Linked DNA regions of Sminthopsis crassicaudata: region 2 is linked to region 1. Evidence: chromatin contacts called from public Hi-C data. All regions are on one chromosome and are shown on one strand. The core of a region is the stretch at or near the end of the contact, and the rest is flanking DNA. Distances in the headings are between cores, read along the strand shown.

Region 1 (3,786 bases), core at 114-2,613:
TTTATTACATGTGTTTCTTATTGCATCATGATCTCAAAAAGATGCATTTACTATTTCTGCCTGAGCTAGATTATCTCTAAGCACCGCTCTTCATTTTAAGATTCTGTAACCTATATATTAGTGGTAGAATGGACTTACTCCTCTCAGAATCCATAAGAATATTAAACCTTGGGGTGAAGGAATAGACTCCTTCCGACTAAAAATTATAAGTAACATTTATATATTATTTAGAGATGTAAAATGACTTGCCCAAGATCATATAGCTAATAAGTATGAAAGGAAACAAGTTTGAATCTCAGATCTTGATTCAAAGTCCATCTTTAGCTCTATCCATTGTACAGTACGGGTACAGTCCAGCCATTCTTCTTCTTGGCGGGGGTGGGGGCAGGACGTCTTGAACCTCTGGCAGTTTGGTGAAACTCATGGAACCGTATTGGACTGATGATTTATAAAATGTGCAAAACAAGATACAGGAAATCAAAGATTAGTGAAAATAAAGATGTAATTTTGTGTGTGTGACAAATTCATGGATACCCTGAAATCTACCTATAGACTTCAGCTGAAGAATCCCAGCTCTAATTATAAGTCCGAAAGGAGTTCTCTTGGTAATTAATCATAGCCTGGCTAAGCCCCTATAATAACAAAGAAAATGTGTTTGCTCTCCCCGAGGTGCCAGACGCCGGCATCACACCACGTCCCCAGGATCCTAAGGCGCGCAGAGGACTATGTTTCTGCAGAGCTCTTCTCTGTCCAAGGTCCCGCTGGGCAGGTGTCTAACCAAGCTCCCGCACGCTCCCCCTTCCCCATGGCCCGTTCTGTGACCTCTAAGCGGCCCCTCCACACTTGGGGGATGCGTTTTCTTCCCTCGCCCCTTGGCTCCAGGCTGAAGGGGAGCCAGGGAATCTGGGGTGGAGGCGAGAAAGGAGATCCCCGGATCCCCCTTCCTCAAACCCCACCCCACTCCCGTGGCCTCCCTTTCCCAAACTCCCCATAGACTCTCAAGTCTCTCTATCCTTCCGCTCCCCCCCCCCCCAATCCCCAAGCTCCTGGATGCTAACAGCTTTCTTTGGCCGCTTGTGTTCTCGGGGTCCCCGCTGCTCCCCCCACCCTCCTCCCTCAGTGCTCCCTCCCTATTCTGATCTTCCTCGGGATTCTAGGTTCGCCGACCCCTGCAGCCTTCCATTGCTCACATCTTCCCCGCCCCCTCTCCCCCAGCACTCCAGCCTCATTGCACTTCTCCTCGGGTCCTCCCGCCCGGCTGCCACCCCCGTCGCCTTGGCGCCTCTTCTCCCCACCCTCCTCTTCTTTCTCTCCTCCCTCATTCTTCTCTCCCTCCCCCCGCCCCCTTCCCAAACCGAGAAACTCTAGAGGCAGATGCTGCGGCTGGGGAAGCAGGAAGGGACGTTGCTGAGAATCCTGGTCCTGGAGAGGAGCGGAGCGCTACTGTCCCTGAGCTGCAGAAGCTCTTGTCTGCATCCCTCCCATCCTCAGCTCCTGCTCCCACCCGGAGGGAGGGAGGGACAAAGGGAGGGTCTCTGGCCAGTTCGGGCTCGGTTTCCCCCCAGCCTGGTAACGGAAGTGCCAGGCGCCCTTTAGCAGAGGGGCGGGGGCACCGGAGTGGGAGGGGGGCATGGAGCCTGTCCGGGAGCCCCCCAGGAGGAGTCGGCCCCCTCCGCCCCCCGCTCCAGCCGCGGCGGCGGCGGCGGCTCCTTTGCCGAGAGTACTCTCCCCTGGGGACGGGGAGGGCCGGGGCCAGGAGGTGCTGCTGAGAAGATCAGGATCCGGGTACGAGGGCAGTACCAGCTGGAAGGCGGCCTTGGAGGGTAAGCAAGTAACATCCTCCTTCCTCCTCCATGGTTGCTGCCTCCCCAGAGAATCCTGTCCTCTTCTCAGGGTCCCTAGCTAGGGCAAGCCTCGGCTGAGGTCCTATCCTTTCCGAGCGCCGTCTGACTCCATCATACTCTTACTACCTTATCCGGTACCCCACCCCCACTCTTCACCGGGTCTCCCGGGTAAGATCTGATCAGCCTGGGCAGTGAGGGTGAGGGTCTGGCGCTTCTCATTCCTGCCAGAGACACCGTTAGCAGAGTTACCTTGATCTTTTATCCCTAGAGGTTGGGGCTTGGAGGTGGGAAAAAATTCAGATTTAGAATAGATCAAATGCCATTTGGTAGAAAAGAACCCCGTGCTGGGATTCAAAAGACCTAGATTCTCACCTTGGCCTTGAATGTTAACTCACAATGTGACCTTGCATGAGTAACTTAATGCTTTGGGCTATGGCTTTCCCCATACATAAGCTGGAGCATATTGTACTGCCTACCAACTCACAGGGATGTTGGGGAGACAAACTGAGATTGGAGATACAAGCACACTTGGGGAAAATAAGTTAACAAAACATGACATAACTGAGTAGCTTTCTGAAATGAATCATCCTCACCTGGTAAAAATGAAGATAAAGTCATGATTTGGACAGAAAAAAGGAAATGAGTATACACATACATCTCTCCCTTGATAAACGTTTTATACTTTCTAGAGCTAGCTTTCCTCAAAGCCTTAACCTACTTCTGAGTATCCCACATGACTCAGAGGAGAGAAATCAACCCACCACAGTGGGTTTAGAGAGGTTGTTAGACCTTTAGTGCAATTTATATAAGTAACTCTTCCCAGTGCAGCTCCACATCTTACAGTCAAAGTTACTTGGGACATGGAGAGGTAAGTGATTTGCCCAGGTGCCATAATCAATATGTAGCTGAGGGAAGACTTGAACCTTAGTCATCCTTGCTCTAAAGATAGCACCCTATCCACACCACCACATTGTCTTAACAAATCTGGCTTTAGACAGTGCTCATGTCAATACTGAAGTGGTAGAGGGGACTTCCTGAAAGGATGGTGGTGATGTAAGACTGGAAATTAGAAGCCTGGGTGGTGACTTTGCAGAGACAGGCGTTGAAGATGAAGAAAAGTATGGCGGCTGTTTCAGAAGACTTGTGGGTGAGAAAACAGACTAATGGAAACATCAGGAGAGAAGAAAGAACTAAGCAAGAGAAAGTGGAGAATGCATATACTGGGTTACTGTCAGGCTCTGCCTTATCTAAAAGTCCACATTCTAGTGTAAACCAGCTAGGTGGATTGATTTAATCACAAGTTATCTGCACCTTAGCCCTTTCCTCACTAGTTTATGATGTTTCCTTTCCACTATCATATTCCCCAGACCATAGTAATCTACATCCAGGGGTGATCAGAAATATTCATTGATTGACAGTTGACTGACTTCCAGCAGGCTTACCTTAGCCAAAAGGAAAGTGGAAAAAATGGAGTTATTTCTGGTCCATGAGTTCTCTCAAAGCCCACTAATGCCTTGCGGCTATTCTTCTTCCCCATGGACTTTCACCTCATTCAATCTACCTTCTGGGTTCCTAGGATGGTAAAACACATGTCTTGTCACAACAGAATATGCTACCCAGTGCTGAGAAAACAGAGGAGGATTCCTGTTGACCCTTGCTCACATCAAATACATCACGGTAAGGTCCACTTCAGCTCTTGCTGAACTTCATCATGGCTCGTGAGCCAACATTTCACTGATTTTCATCATGCCCCTTTCTTTTCCCTTCAGAGGGAAAAAATAATAGCTACTCTAACTAAGATGGTTTACTTTATCCCCATCCAAAGTTTACTTGGTGCCACTCAGAGAGTCCAACTGGCCTTGGACCGTATGTTTCACTTTGATAGCTTTTCCAAAAGCATTACCTCTGATTGTGACTCTAAATTTATCTCCTGATTCTGGCA
Region 2 (3,622 bases), core at 972-3,471, 190 kb before region 1:
TGCCCTTTATGTAGTCGCTCCCAGAGACTGAAGTCATAATGTGGAAGTGAACACATTTTGGGGAAAATGAATGCAGAGTGCGCTTGGTAGTGGTCCTCAAGATCCCACTAAACAAGGAGAAGCACTAGGATGGAATGAGAATTCACCCCATGAAAGAGCTAGAAGAGATCTTGGGTAAATCACCTCTTTCAACCCTGTGCTTCCATGAATGAGGAAACCCAGCAAAGCAGGCCTGGCAGCACAGATCCCGTCATTGGGAAGTCCTCATTTAATGTCAGCTTCTGAGCAAGTGATTGCACCTCTCAGCTAAAGATTCCCCACTTGTAAAATGGGGATGATAGTCCCAGCCTCTCAAGATTGCTAAAGGAGTCGAGTAAGATACTCCCCACTGATTATTTGGTAAGGCAAGTGACTAACTCGCTCAGTCTCATTTCCCACAGGTAAAACAGGGAGGATGAGAATAGGATTCCCACCTCCTACTTCTATTCCATCCCCTTCGGGGTCGCAGGAAGGGTCAAATGTAGGAATAACGAGCTGCATGTTTCTGTATCACTCTCACTGCTCAAGGTCACTGCCTTTCAGCAGAAGGTCTGGGATTCGAACCCGCAGTTCGCAGGCTCACGCCCGAGGGGTCCTCTTTACACCACGTCACCCGGGGCAAGCAGGAGAGCGCGAATGGTGCCAGCGGTTCTTGGAGGCTCTGAGTTAGCCAGCCTAGGTAAGGAACGGTCGCGGGGAAGTGATTATAATAAAAGGAGGAATCGGGCCGAGGCAGCTCGGGCTTAATAGGCCGATCACGGGACGCCAGGGCGGCTCCGGTCCGTAGCCTGGCCCAGAAGCGCAGCTCGGGCTCCCGAGGTAGAGCGCTCGAGGATCCGCCCGACCCGGCAGAAGGCCCGGGTCCTGTGCACGTGCCACCGGAGACTTCCGCATGCGCCTTCAGGGCGGAGGAGGAGGGGAATCGGAGCAAACCTGTGAGACATCTTGGGCCAAACGGGGGAAGGCAAGACACCTTAAAGAACTTTCCCGTATGGACTGGACTATGTCAGAATTGTACCTTGTTCCACGTATGAATGTGTGCATACACGCAATCAAGCGTGGAAAGGGTAAATGGCAAATAGGTTGTCTCAGTTGATGTTTAAACTACAACTCCCAGAATTCTACAGGAACCTCCCAGCCAGTCTCTGTGTCTAATGTAGCTGCCAATTATTAGAATAGATATACGGGATAGGTTAAAAGTAGTGATGGCGTCAGTAATGACGCGCCAATGAAAAAAACCCAATGAATATATCATTGAAGAACGGCTTTACCAGAAGCCCCAGTGGCCTAATGGATAAGGCATTGGCCTCCTAAGCCAGGGATTGTGGGTTCGAGTCCCATCTGGGGTGAACAATTTTGTGTTAAATCTCACAAATGACTCGTTTTCTTGCGGGAAGAAACAACATGGATTCGAACCCAACAACACCGCCTCGCAATTTAGCACGTACCAGTTTCCAATCCTGAAGGGGTACATTCTTGAAGAACTTTCTGGCCATATATAAAAATTGTCATTGGGAGTCGTTTCGACCTTTTCTCTCTTAAGCATTATTTCCCTCATGTACTCTTCCAAGCAGGCATTTACCTATATTTATCCCATACTGGTCAGTCCACCTTCTGCGTGCGTGCCCTTCTTTCCATGACCCAGAACCTCTGTCGTGCTTGCCGTGCCCTCCCTTTTCACCCCGGGGTCTTGGGATTCCTGGCTTCCTTCAAAGCCCACCTCAATCGCCACCTCGCCTTGCTCTTGCCCACGCCCCCACTCCCGTCTCATCATCTCCCGCATATACTTATGTAAAATGTGCATGCTTTCTTCTCTGCTAGAATGTAAACTCCTGGAAGGCAAGGACGCTCATTCTTAGCATCTAGCGGAAAGATCTGATTCCAGACGCAGGCTCTGCATCTACGTTAATGGGCGCCGAAATTTTGCTTAATCGATGATAACAAGCAGGCTCCGCCTTCTCAGCGTCTTCTCTGATAAAGATGAGGACGTAGGTGAGAAGCGGCTGGGGGAAAGCTCAGCCGTGCCTTCTCTCAGAAGTGCAGTCCTATCGAGGTGGAGGTCAAAGAAACGCTGGAGGCCCGCAAGCCCTCAGCTTTCGTTTGCTTTTTCTTTCTGAGCTCGATTGCATAGCCTGAGTGCCGGGGCTTGAAGGTGAGGGGGTGGAGGGCGGGTCCCATTTCTGCTGGGAGTTGTGGAGCTAGGAAGAGTATTCAGGCTTGTCGCCGGCAGAGGGCGCTAACGCCACTCCTCGTCGGCCTCCGTCCTCGGCCGGGGCCTTCTCCGAGTTCAGCGCAGATCCTAAGATGGTGGCCCTGGGCCCGCCGGCCCGCACGCTGCGGGCCCTCCTGCAGGAACTGCGGTACTTGAGCGCGGCCACAGGCCGGTCCTATAGAGACACGGCAGCCTATCGGTACCTCGTGGAGGCCTTCCGGGCGCACCGGGTAAGGACCCCCGCGACCGCAGTGAGAGGGGCGGGACTGTTTGTGGGGGGAAGAGCGAGCGAGGCGGGTAGGGGAAGCGGCCGGGGAGAGAGCGGACTCCAGGCCCGCGAACGCCGCCGCCGACCTATGTCGGGATGCTAATTATTGGCACTCGCGGCATTGGCAGGGTCGGGATGGGCCCCGACTCGGGATTCCACGAATGGAGCTTTGAAATTTGCCCATCGACGCCACATCCCTTCCTAGCCCTGTGGGGTCGTGACCTCTGCTAGATGATGTCATGTAACAGGTGAATAAACTGAGGCCAGAGTGGGGATGTCACATATGACCTTGCTGGAGCACCTGGGAGAAGCCTTCTAAGACAGAGGTTCACAGTGTATCCCTGAAACGGGAGTGGGATGTTTAGCATGAACCTTCTGTGCAGATGTCATTGCAGAGAGATGGGTCCAAGAAGTTTAGGGCTTCTGCCGTAGATCTACCAGAAGCGTCACAGTCCAGGGCTGGGTGGTCATTATTGCGGAGCACGCTGTCCAAACATATGGTGAGGGTAGGAATGGGTACTATTACTGCCGTTTTGGCTATACGAGGCAATATTTATTTTTCATTTATGGAAATAGTCTGCGTGATGATGCAAAAAATTCCAGGAGCTGGGGAACTGGGAATTACCAAGAAAGAATTTGCAACTCTTAGTCAGCTAAAGCGCACAGCTTATTCCGAGGGAAATAATCAATCTCCAGGTTTCTTTAATATCCTGTATAATGTCGAGAAATCCCAAAGAAGTCCCCCTCCCCCTCCTCCTTATGTAGACCCCATGTGATGAACTTAGAGCACCTTAACAGACGTGGGCAGGTGAAAGTGATGATCTGTAATCACAGAAGAAGTCACCAGCTGACTAAGCTTGAAGTTAGGGGACTATCTTTCCGTTGGCCTTTCTATCCTCCCTATTGAGTACAAGGTCATCTTGACCCAAAGAGGAACTGAAAAATGTTAATTGGACTGAACTGGATCGAATTAGAGCAAAATGTTAACAGATAGTTAAAATGTCTCTTATATTTCCCTTTTCTCTTGTACCTTCTACTAGAATTGGTTTAGTTAGGAATTCTTACCTTTCCTTTAGTTTTTATGAAATTTATTTTTTCTATTA

Evidence for each region. Hi-C and Micro-C count contacts between places; a contact is called where the count stands out from the background.
Region 2: a Hi-C map of hippocampus shows a contact between it and region 1, with 4 times the contacts expected there. The contact joins the promoter of FMC1 here to the promoter of CLEC2L in region 1. A contact is called at or near these places in 2 of 2 Hi-C or Micro-C datasets (fibroblasts and hippocampus).

Annotation. Positions count from the first base shown.
Region 1 is chr5:102,880,441-102,884,226 of ASM4859323v1, reverse strand. CLEC2L (C-type lectin domain family 2 member L) reads left to right here and starts at 1,363. Exons shown (of 5, transcript XM_074267773.1): 1 at 1,363-1,823. The coding sequence starts at 1,631.
Region 2 is chr5:103,075,732-103,079,353 of ASM4859323v1, reverse strand. FMC1 (formation of mitochondrial complex V assembly factor 1 homolog) reads left to right here and starts at 2,221. Exons shown (of 2, transcript XM_074267791.1): 1 at 2,221-2,481. The coding sequence starts at 2,344. TRNAR-CCU (transfer RNA arginine (anticodon CCU)) reads left to right here and starts at 1,316; the gene lies at 1,316-1,388.